Linked DNA regions of Mus musculus: regions 1 and 3 are each linked to region 2. A link is a contact called in public HiChIP or PLAC-seq data. All regions are on one chromosome and are shown on one strand. Each heading gives the region's core, a stretch centred on a gene start, on an enhancer-like site or on the middle of the called end of the contact. The rest is flanking DNA. Distances are from core to core; before and after follow the strand shown.

Region 1 (4,022 bases), core at 470-2,969, 130 kb after region 2:
GCAGCGAAATAGAGAAGGAGCAGAATGGGGAGAGGGAGGAGGAGCAGAAGGAGGAGGGAGAGGGAGAAAGGTGTCAGAGAGAGCGAAGAGAGGCCAAACAGTCCTCTTTATAGTAAGCCTGGCCTATCTGAATGTTGCAAGAATAACTGTTGGTCAGGACCTAGGAGGAATGCTAACAGGAGGAATTTTTAATAGGAATAGGACTGAGCAAATCACCTATCACATATTGAGCAGGGTAGGTACGTAAAGTTGTTGGAAGAGTTGATTCACCTTACCTAAATGGTAGAATTGTGTAAGTCAGTTGTATATAAACTTTGTTCATTTATAGTTACGATAACACGGTCTCATTTCATCCTCCCCTTCTGTGATGAGCTCTTCTTCACCTTTTTTGTTGCAGTTTTCTATCTTTTATTTACTTCAGTGATTCTTTTTTCTATTGTTTATTTTCAAATGTCCTCAAGCTAGGGGCTTACTGCTCTGAGGCCTTGAACTTCTAAAATAAGTCACCAGTGCTAAAGCCTTCGCTTTTAACTCAGTTGTGTCGCACAAGGTTTGACATACGGTATTTCCATTGGCATTGATTTCAGTACATCACTTGGCTGTATGTTGTCTGGTTTTTAAGTGTAAAGGGAATTTCCTATTACCTTTTTGTAATTTGGTTTAATTTGTCATCATAGACTATTCTGACACAATTCTTTTAAGCTTTTGATGAATCTTTTTAAATTGTAAGTTTATTTTATTGTATTTTATGGGCACTCTGTCTATCTGTATGCCTGATCACCACTTGCATGTCCTGTGCCTGTGGAGTCCAGAAAAGAGCATCAGATCCCTTGAACTGGAGTCACAGACCCTGATCCTCTGGAAGAGCAACCAATGCTCTCAACTGATGAGCCATCTCTTCACTATCCCCACACCCATGCCTTTTTCGTAAGACACAGTTTATTCCACTGTGGTTTTGTGAGCAGTTGAACACTGCATTTTTCTGTCATTAGGCAAAGGGTTATTTCTGTGGACATTGGATTCTGTAGTTGACAGCATTGCTGAGTAACTCTGTGATTCAACTGATAACCTGTCTAGCACTTTGATCGGTTGTTGAGAGGGGTTGATGTAGTTTCCAGGTGCAGCCGTGACTTCTGTTTTCTCCTCTCAGTTATCACGGGGAGTTTTTGGCCTCTGTGGTTTGGTAAGTACATTCCGAGCACCATAATATCTCCTTAGTAAAACGACTCACTTACCATCCTGTTCTTTTTATTCCTTTGTCTGTATTAGATATTTCTGCTGCAAAGTTTACTTTAACATATATAAATTTCTACTTTCTTTGAGAAATGTTTGTTTGGCATATCTTTTCCAAGACTTCTTTTTTGAATTTTTTGGTACTATTATAGTTGGAGCAAGCTTCCTGGGACACCTTAGGGAGAGATAACAGATGGGACCCCTGGTACTTCACAAACACTACCCTAGGATCTTTAGAGTACAGTATTTTTGGTCTATGAAAGCCTGTACTTGCACTGTTTGGTACATAGATGCTTTGCTGACAAAATTCCTGCTTTTTCACCAGACATCACCCCAGTGGAGGGAGGAGGAATAGTTGAATGCTTTATGGTGGGAATGAGAGTCCAAGATCTCATTGTGGTTTTCACACAGGGTTGTGGAAATTAGTAGTGCCTTAGTAAGATGGAAGTCCCAGTGCTGAACTTTACTCTTTCTGATACAATCTGAGCAAACCTCAGGAGTGAGACAGTGTGCAGGTCTTGAATTAGAAGGTACCCAGCGTATCTACTCCTCTTTGTTGATGTATGAAACACAGCCAGTTTTCTATGACATTTGGCTGCAGTAAGTAGTATGGCCATTGTATACTTATTGCTTCCTAATCTTTCAGCTAGAGCCAAGAGACTTTTCATAAGGATTTTGTTTTGTTTAGAGACAGCTATTGTTATGTTGCCAAGATCAGACCCCCATCATTTTATTAATACTTAACTAAGGGTGTACTTATACTCAAGGTTTTCTAACTCAGTATATTGAGGACTAAGATTGTATAAGCAAATGAAACTTGAACATATTTCAACTGTACCCATTTGGCATTTCTAGATTATATAAGCATGTGAAGTTTGAACATATTTTAGTTGTACCCATTTGGCATTTCTAGGTTGTTAGCTTTTTTGGCTTCAGCTCTGGAATATCTGAGGAAAGTAAAATGTAATGAATGTCTATCTTTTCAGAGGCAGAAACATTTTTATAAGATTTTTGTAGCAAATGTAAGATTTATATGTCTGGAATTCAATAGTCACGTAAGTTTATGCACTAACACCTGACAAATGCTAAGAGAGGCTTCTCTGACCAAAGCAGAGAGCAGCAATAATGTATGTGTAAAAGCACAAATATTGAAAAAGAAATATGGCATCATGTGCCTTTAGCAAATCAGCAGTCCTAGGTTCCATCTAGGACCTATTAACTGCCTAGTCATGGGCTTTTGACTAGGTTGACAGGATGAGTCATGAATTCTTTCCAGTGAAGAGGGCATCAGAGCCAATCAATCAAAAAGTGATTGGTTACCCCATAATGGTCACAGCACCATTATACCCATGAGTGTTTCATGCCTGGCAGGTGGTTACTTAACTCATAAGATTCATATCTAGATCAGATTGACGACAACTTTTCTCACCCAGGAACTTTCCTAGCACCTTTGGGCCCTGTGAAAGCCAGCCAGTAAGGTGGAAGTATGAAGTTCAGGTCCAGCCTGAGTTCTCTATGTCCTGGAACTGTGTGTGCCATTAGTGACAGCGTCTCACCATCTAGTTCTTGTGGGCAGTCAAGAACAATGGTAGTATCTCAGACTGTTTGGGAGACCTCTAGGACCTTCAGATCCTTGACCAACAAGTCGCCTCTTGCCTTGGGATTTTTATTTGATAACTCATGGGTTCTGTAAACACCATTATCCCTCTGTCTTTGTGCCACCATTGCACTAGCATACCTTGCAGGTAGGACACTATTATTAACTGAAAGGTTTGCAGCAGAGTTGAGTTTATCATTTTCCTTTGGTAGAGTGCAAAGGAAAAAAAAGTCCTCTACTAAGAATCTACTAGTTCTTAGGGGGTGAAGGCTCTAGGATGGCACCAGCTCAACTTGTCTGTGTTCTCAATGAGTTGTGTAGGTACTGTCTTCAGCTGACAGTTTGTGGAGAGCAACCTTGGTAACAGCACAAGTTGTTTGGAGATTCCCATAACATTCCTTTGGACAGCAACTCAATTAGAAAAACCCATTTACCATACTGGAAGTTTCATTTGGTGACAAGAAATTTCCATTTGGGCCTTATTTGGGGGTATCATTTAGATTTCCTTCATATATGCATATATTAGGAAGTGTCTACTAAATCAGGGTCCCATTCAAATGACCCTCAATTTTAGCTGTTTTCACCATGTTTTTCTCCTCTGTCCTCTTCCAGTTTGATTCAGCTGTCCCTTGTTTATCCATAGAGTTTTTTTTTTTCCATTTTTATGGAGCTCTCCATTTCTCCTCTTACTCAATCCCTAACCTTTGTGCTTCTCTAAATTGTAGCATTTTTATCACTGACTTAACAATGTTCATCTTGCCTAAGAAAGTCACAGCCACTACAACAGTTTGATATTATGCTGGATTATTCACTTTCATTATTATATGAAACAAACTTAAGCATAATTAATAATATTTACTAAGCCCCAAATAAGTGCTGAATGAGTTCTATGCATTACGGTTATCATTTGACTCTCAAAACAAGTGTTTGTTATAATACTATTTTTCTCATATAATGTAAAGAAAACCAAGACACTAACTGCATTTAACAGGTGAAAAATTCACCTGAGATCAATAATAGCATAGGTATTGTCTTCACCCAACAGTTTGTGGAGAGAAACCTCTAGGCTGGCAACAAACAGCCCCAGTTGTTTGGGGATTCCCAAATGGAGATTCTATATTTGAACCTGGCTGAGAGTAGGCACCCTGCTAGTCCTTATTTCCTCTTTCCTTCCCTTCTTTTCTCTCTTCTT
Region 2 (4,130 bases), core at 134-2,633:
ATCTCTGCGGTAATGGGGATGTTGTCTGAGCAGGGTCTCTGAGGGAGGTTGGATTATGAGTGTGAAGGAGTTTATCCAACTGGGTCAATGGTGAAAACGGGTTTTTTTTTCCAGTTGTCAGCTTGGTCCTCTGGCTCCTGTCTATGCTGTTGTGACTCCAAATGCTAAAAACCAAGGCAACTCAGCTAAATGAATCCAGTGTCTTCCTGTCTCTCCCAGCATCTGCTATCTTGCTGATAGACATATGTTCTGACCTTTAACCCCTGAGCCAAAGTGAAAGGTTTTGTCTTTAAGATGATTGCTGTCCCAGCCCCCACACCAACCCTCTTGGCTGGCTTTTCTTTTCCATCCTTCTACTACTTCAAGATTTAAATAAAGTCTTCACATCTTCTTTGCATGCTTATATATTAAACAAGATAACTTTATCTCTTTTTTAATGTTCTGGAATATGAAATCTGCCAGATGAGAACCACAGTGCCACAGCAGAGTCTAGTCGTCTCCTGGATGTTCCTCGATACCTCTGTGAAGGGACAGAGTCCCCTTATCAGACAGGACAGCTGCACCCAGCCATCAGGGTGGCCGACTTACTGCAGCACATTAACCTCATGAAGACATCAGACAGCTATGGGTTCAAAGAGGAATACGAGGTGAAAGCTTCAATACTGTATTGAATTTTACTTTTAACATGATACTCAATGTAATGTAACATTTTCTTCCCTTCAACAATACAAGAGTGGGATACTCTGCAATCTCTCTAGTCCAACATTGAGAAGGCCTTCATATGTATGTATTGGGAAGCAGGAAAATGAAGGAGAAGAGCCCTTCCTGGAAGTGTATTCAGGGTTACATTCATTGTAAGAGTCTTGGGAATGGATTCTAAAATATTTCAGTGTTATCAAAAACACTGTACTAGATTTTCCCACAGTTTCCTATTCAAAAGTCAAGAAAAGGATCCCCAGAGCTCCTCTGTAGTGTGTTAGGGATGCTATCACCAATTGACTTACATTTCAGGTGTTTCTCTGTGTCCTTGCTTGCAAACCCTCTAATGGTGATAATAAGTCATATGTGCTGCTTGCCACTCTCGCCTCAATTTTGTGAACTGTCAGCTGCGGGTGGCAAGGAAGAAAAGCTGAACACCACAAATTAAGTATACAGCATCCAAAGGGGGGAAAAATTAAATGTGGTAAATTTCCTTTCATGGTATATTTCTCTTTCCTACTCAGACCGAAATACCAAGGTTTATCTTACAAAGAAAATGACTTAAATCACATTCCAAGAAACAGCAAAAAGACAATGTTCCTTCCACCTATTTCTTGCTTTGACCTCTCAGTGTGCAACACTGAAGCCGGTTTATCCTCATACACTCAGCACAGTGTGTATGGGGACGCACTTAGAGTAGAGGGCACCCAGTGTGTCTTATTCCAAAGAGCAGCCAAACACATTCAACTCCATGGAAAGAACTTTAAGGTTCATATGCCATGTGTGGGCCACTTGTATACCTTATTTGGGGTGAGAGAAATTATCTTAAAATTTTGAATGCCCGCTTTAGATATTTGAGAAGTGCCCAAAATAAGGGCGGGGAGTTAGAATATCCTGCCAGAGCGGTTTCTGCTTGCTCATTTCATGTATATTCCTGTGTACTCTGCTTCAAAGAATGTTGGCTCTTTGAAGACCCTACTTCCTGTGTTGAGCAAAGTTTTAAGTTTAACTACAAAAAAAATGAGAGAGATCTTTTGCTGCATTTTAAATTGCTGCATGATTAAACCAACCAGTGTGCCCATCTGTCAATAGATTCTTGGAGAACAAGAATCTTTATAAGCCCATTTCCTTCAGAAAAGACCCCATCTTCATGGCCTTCAAAGAGAAAAAAAAATGACAGATTGCACATGACTAAAGAATTATGGGAACAAAGTGATGTTTTTTCCTGATATAAAAGCTGATAGAACACATTTGGAAGATAGACATTAAAAGTAGTTTTTCTAACTTTTAATGTATTATTATGTAGACAGTTTGAAAACAGAGTGATATTTTTCCTACTTGTACCTCACTGGAGTATTTTCAAGGTTCTGTTTTTCTCTGAAGTTCCTGCTGGGCTCTCAGCTAAGATCAGACCAACTCAAGATGAACAATCTAAGGGCTGAGAAACAAATGTGCTCATGGCCGTAGACAGTCGTGCCCCCACCCCCACAATTGTGGCTTCCACTGTGTGAATTTTAAGAGCAGATAAAAACTGTTGTGAAACACAATTAAGCTAGGTTTGCTTATCAACTCTTTGCTTTTTTTCTTCTTCCCAGAGCTTCTTTGAAGGCCAGTCAGCCTCTTGGGATGTGGCTAAAAAGGATCAAAACAGAGCAAAGAACCGATACGGAAACATTATCGCATGTAAGCATCTTGACCCTTGTAAATATTACATCTACAAACCTGAACAGTGAGTTACCACTTCCATGGTTTTGACTTTAGGTAATCCTAGGAGTAACATAGCTGTCTGAAAAGTGATCTACTGAATATTAAAAACAATGTTACTGCCCTCAATAAATTCATTCTGATTCTTGCCTTTGAAAAACTTGCTGATTTAAATTTTTGTTTAAATATATGGAAGGTTACTAACAAATGTTGAAGAATATTGGGGTAATGCCAAAGTTTTTTTTTTCAGTTATGAATTAGTAGAACATCCTGTGGGTCATATTCAAGGTTGCTGAGGTATTTATTTCCCATGCCCTTATACCTTACCTGGAGGCAGGGACTGAACTGCAGATACTAAAAGCCATTAATCACTCAGAAGTTCCATTCAGATGATATCTGCATGAAGACATGCGAAATAGCAAGTCATCACCAGACCAGCCATGGAAGTAGCAAGGAGAGTGGATGACCTAACTTGTAATTATCTGTGGTTTTCTTAAACCAGTCCACTCTGAATTGAAATCATTCTAAACTATCTAGAATACATTAAAACATAATCTGTCTCTCAAGGAGTGAAAAACAGGTTCAAAGTTCACATTCTAGTTAGTCTGTGGCTGTAAAATCCATTGCATACGCCGGGCGTGTGGCGCACGCCTTTAATCCCAGCACGTGGGAGGCAGAGGCAGGCGGATTTCTGAGTTCGAGGCCAGCCTGGTCTACAGAGTGAGTTCCAGGACAGCCAGGGCTACACAGAGAAATCCTGTCTCAAAAAACCATAAAAAAAAAAATCCATTGCATATATGAAGAGCCATCCAGACTTTGTGTTGCCACCTGCAAATTTCCCAATGTGAAAGACAAGCCGTCGAACCTGTGTTCAAAGCTGTCATTGGAAGAAGTAGCAAACTCCATGTAGTTCTTGCATATCCCAGATGATTGATTAAATAACAATGTAGAGCTTTGAAAGTGTGGATTATAAAGACTAAATTTGTCCCTGCGTTTTTCCCACTCCCTGACTGTCTCAGGGCAGAGGAACTCAAATAGCTTGCATCTGATTTTTTTTTTTTTTTTTTTTTTTACTCTTTGTCCAATTTTTTATTAGGTATTTTTTTTTATTTACATTTCAAATTCTATCCCAAAAGTACCCTATGCCCTCCCCCCACCCTGCTCCCCTACCCACCCACTGCCACTTCTTGGCCCTGGTGTTCCCCTGTACTGAGGCATATAAAGTTTGCAAGACCAAGAGGCCTCTCTTCCCAATGATGGCCGACTAGGCCATCTTCTGATTCATATGCAGCTAGAGACATGAGCTCCGGGGTACTGGTTAGTTCCTATTGTTGTTCCACCTATAGGGTTGCAGACCCCTTCAGCTCCTTGGGTACTTTCTCTAGCTCCTCCATTGGGGACCCTGTGTTCCATCCACTATTGGATGCTCATAGTCAGCGTCTGATTATTTAAACCTTTCAGATGATCACTCCAGAGTCATCCTGCAACCTGTGGAAGATGACCCTTCTTCAGATTACATTAATGCCAACTACATCGACGTAAGTGTCCTTACGGTGTCTTTCCATAGTGTGCCCACTTTATCAGCTCACGTCTGTGAACTCAATGTTTGTTGTTACCTATGACTTAATTGCTACCTTTAATGTAAAGAACGAACTGTACACTTTTCCTTGTTCTACATCCTAGTACTTACTGACACTGTTGTGCTTTCTTTCTCACCTGACTTTGGT
Region 3 (3,758 bases), core at 584-3,083, 160 kb after region 2:
CACCGTATGTAAAGTTAAATACTGGTATTCCTACTTGTCTCCTGGTGCCTTTGTGGAGGATATTATCAAAACATAATTAAAGTGCTTGCTATGGCATCTGGACTATAGCAACATTCATAAAAATGGTGATAACTTATATTACTGTTATTAAGATTCTTATTGATATCATTGGGGAAGTAGAAAATGCTTTTCAGAGAATGTTATAATTGACCTGATGTTTGGAGAGTAAAAATAAATTGGTTATATTAATGAGAAGATTCTTGCAAGTGCTCTAATTCTCTGTCCCTTTGAACCGAAAGCTTACCCATTTTTTTTATATCCTTCCTGGTCTTTCAAAATGATGGCTGGTTTTCAAGCTTGGCTGCACAGTGACCTCATCTAGGGAGATTAGAAAGTCGTGATGCAGGAGGTATCATGATTTATTTGGGCAAAGTCTGGTCATGAAGATTCTTCAAAGCTCCCAAGCTAGGACTAACATGAACCTGAGGCTGGGAACCATGGCTTTATAGACAACATTCCTAAGTAGCAAAGTTAGATGTAATTGCTCTCCTCATATGTATATGTGCATGTGAATGCATATGTGAACGTGTGTATATATAATACACATACATATACACACATGTACATATATACACATGTATATATATTTATGAATGTGTGTGTGTGTGTGTGTGTGTGTGTGTGTGTGTGTATGCGCAGGGTTTCACTATGTAGCCCAATCTGGCTTGGAACTTCCTTTGTAGAACAGTCCTCAAACACACAAAAGAGTGCCCGCCTCTTCTTCCAAAACGTTGTGAGTAGAGGCATGTGCTCTCACCCCAGGTTAAGTACTTTTATGCCTTTATTATTTCACTTATTGCTTTTTACATGTATTTGGAGTTAGTTTTGTGTTTGTTGGAGTAGCGTGATCTAATAGATAACAAGGCGGCTAAGAGCAAAAGCAAAATCATTTATCACTGTAATTCTCAGTACAGAATAAACACTCACTAAGTTTAAATGTTCAGAATTTTCAGATAGAGGAATCGTTTCTTATTGGATTAGTGAAAACACCTGGGTAGTGGCTGAAGTCTAAGGTCATCACTATCTGGAACTTCCTTTGGGCTGGGGTTAGCGTGATGTCTTTGTCATTAATTGGGTAAGAGTTTAAAGGTGTTTACAGGTGAGCCTTCTTGTAAGGGTCAGAATTAAAGCAGAGGTGATGAAGGACGATGAGAGAATGCTCTCTTCCGAAAAGACTCCAGGATCCTACATAAATGTTTCCTCTTCATTATCACTAGGGGAAAAGACCAGAATCAAGTCCTTTATCACAGATCTCAACAGTAACATATGCCTTTTCCACGTTAAAACCTTTCATTTAAATTCCAATTATATTTTAAAATTTTAAAGCCCCGTGGCACTTTTAACACATGTTTTTATTGGTATATATTTATTATGCATAGTGATAGGCTTCATTCCCGTGACTCTGTCATGTACTTTGGATACATTCACTCTCCTTTCTTTTCTAATCTCTCCCGTTTTCCCATTCATTCCCATTTCATGTCGACTCTTGCTCCTTCATTAAAATATGATTGCACATATATGTACACCCTATGTCATTTTACATATATGTGTGAAAACCTAGGATCCACAAGTAAATGAGAAATGGAAACAAGTGATATCACCATCATCTTTAGCTGTGCCTATTTTTTTCGGCAAGTGTTATAATGCAATCCTTTATGGTTAAATAGAGCACCACTGTGCACGCACAGCACAAGTTCTTTATCAGTTCTTCTGTGGATGACTACTTGGGATGATTCCATAACTTGACTTCTGTGGACAGTGCAGCAACAAACATACAGATGACAACATCTCTACAGGATGTTCATTTATAGGCTCTGGGCTTGTAGCTCGAGTTGATGTATTTGGGTCATATGCTCGTTCTCCTCTTAGCTTATTGAGGAACTTTCATATTTATTTCTATGGGGCTGTAATAATTGATATTTCCATGCCAGAATTTGCTGTGATTTATCTTCTTAATGATAATCATTCTGGTGGGAATAAGATTGAATCTTAATGCTGTATGACTTTGTAATTTTTGGATGCCCAAGGATTTTGAACACATTTTCTGAAAACTGTTAGTTACATTGGTCCATTTATTGAGTAAGTTGTTCAGATATTTTGAGTTCTTCATGTAGTCTAGATTCTAATCTTCTGTGTGACTATCAAAGATTTTCTTCTAAAGTTGTCTGTTCACCAAGTTGTTCTCGTTGCTGTTTAGAAACTTATAAATTCTGTCACATTTCTTAAAGCTTCAAAATTCCTTTTTTTTTTTTTTTTTGTGACAGAACCAAACTAGGGGAATAAAAGATATCTATAATGAAAAACTTTAAACACTCAATAAATTCATGAAAAAGACGCTAAACAGTGTAGAGATGGCTCAGGGGTTAAGAACACTATCTGCTCTTCCCAAAGTCCTGTGTTCCCCAGCAACCACATGGTGTCTCACAATCATCTATAATGATATCTGGTGCCCTCTTCTGGCCTGCAGGCATACGTGCAGCCAGAACTCTATTATATATATATATATCTTTTTAAAGACACTAAACAACAGGAAGATACCCCCAAAGTATTTTAAACATCTTGTTTTATTTGCTTAACTCTTCAAATTTCCTCTTATGGTTGATTTCTAATTCAATTCAATTATCAGAGGACATACTTTCTGAAATTCAAATTTAAAAATATACTAATACTTGTTTTTATACTCTGTATAGAAGAATATATATTCTACCATTATAGAAGTCCATTAAAGATACTTGTTCATTTATAGAATTATTTACACCACCTAGGTGATCTTTTCTACTTGATCTTTCACAACAGCATATCCATTATTAAAATCATGTATGTGTATGTTAAATAAAAATAAATAAGAGTTATCTAGGGAAAGAAAGAATAAACAGGAAAGGTTATGGGTATGAAAAGGGAGGTAAGTGGGATAGGGTCGGGGGTAGAATATGCTCATCAAAGAATATATGACGTCAAAGAATATATATCTTTTTAAAAAGAAATTTCTTCTTCTTCTTCTTCTTCTTCTTCTTCTTCTTCTTCTTCTTCTTCTTCTTCTTCTTCTTCTTCTTCTTCTTCTTTTTCTTCTCTTCCTCCTCCTCCTCCTCCCCCTCCTTTTCTCCTTCTCTTCCTTCACCTCCTCCTCATTCTTCCTGTATTATTTGGATTCCTAAAATTGTGTATTTTTTTGTTTAATGTACTTTGAGAGTCGGGGGACATGTGTATCTATATTTATAATTGCTAGTGGTTTTGAGTGGAGAGTTTCTTTTAACTTCAAGATACCTTTTATAGTAATAACATTTTAAAATGTAAATTTGGTTCCAATTTATTTTTAAACATTGTCTTGATTTGTAGCCAAGCTTGGAACTGTTTTCACAATATTCTTGCTATAGCCTACTGAGAGCTGAGATTACAAGTGTGCACCAACATGCCTTGCTATATTGTTTCTGATTTAAAATAGTTTCTTCATTTTTTTTGCTTTCTTATTTTTAACAACTAATTGTACAGGCTATCATCTACATTTTTACTCTCTACCTACTTATGTCTTTAAATTTAAAGTCTCTTTTGATACACATAGTATATGCTTTGATATTTTTCTTCTATCATATTAAGTGTGGTTTAATCATTATCTGCTTTTAGTTAATATCATAACTGATAGTAAAGAATTTAGTGCTATTGTTTTGCCACTTGTTTTTCATGTTTTTTATTTTTCATTG

What was found. HiChIP or PLAC-seq counts read pairs in DNA pulled down with a chosen protein or histone mark.
Region 1: a contact with region 2 is called in a BATF HiChIP or PLAC-seq map of CD8 T cells, with 37 read pairs. The contact joins two enhancer-like sites. A contact is called at or near these places in 3 of 115 datasets of contacts at active chromatin or transcription factors (CD8 T cells, the SCID.adh cell line and effector CD8 T cells) and 1 of 9 other capture datasets (adipose tissue).
Region 3: a contact with region 2 is called in an H3K4me3 HiChIP or PLAC-seq map of the SCID.adh cell line, with 11 times the contacts expected there. The contact joins two enhancer-like sites. A contact is called at or near these places in 5 of 484 Hi-C or Micro-C datasets (CD4 T cells, cerebral cortex, double positive thymocytes and 1 more), 3 of 115 datasets of contacts at active chromatin or transcription factors (CD8 T cells, the SCID.adh cell line and effector CD8 T cells) and 1 of 9 other capture datasets (adipose tissue).

The regions. Positions count from the first base shown.
Region 1 is chr10:28,694,127-28,698,148 of GRCm38.p6, forward strand. The region is part of intron 1 of Themis (thymocyte selection associated); the gene reads left to right. Among named protein-coding and RNA genes, the nearest start is that of Themis, 28 kb to the left of the region's middle. Within about 2 kb of position 1,720, at least 32 of the 459 cell types and tissues checked have an H3K27ac peak or open chromatin away from gene starts, as enhancers often do. A contact at or near this core is called in CD8 T cells and the SCID.adh cell line, where this site is marked.
Region 2 is chr10:28,566,033-28,570,162 of GRCm38.p6, forward strand. Ptprk (protein tyrosine phosphatase, receptor type, K) reads left to right here. Exons shown (of 32, transcript NM_008983.2): 17 at 463-647; 18 at 2,295-2,382; 19 at 3,865-3,941. Among named protein-coding and RNA genes, the nearest start is that of Themis, 100 kb to the right of the region's middle. Within about 2 kb of position 1,384, at least 39 of the 459 cell types and tissues checked have an H3K27ac peak or open chromatin away from gene starts, as enhancers often do. A contact at or near this core is called in CD8 T cells, the SCID.adh cell line and double positive thymocytes, where this site is marked.
Region 3 is chr10:28,727,833-28,731,590 of GRCm38.p6, forward strand. All of the region lies in intron 2 of Themis (thymocyte selection associated), which reads left to right. Among named protein-coding and RNA genes, the nearest start is that of Themis, 61 kb to the left of the region's middle. Within about 2 kb of position 1,834, at least 4 of the 459 cell types and tissues checked have an H3K27ac peak or open chromatin away from gene starts, as enhancers often do. A contact at or near this core is called in the SCID.adh cell line and double positive thymocytes, where this site is marked.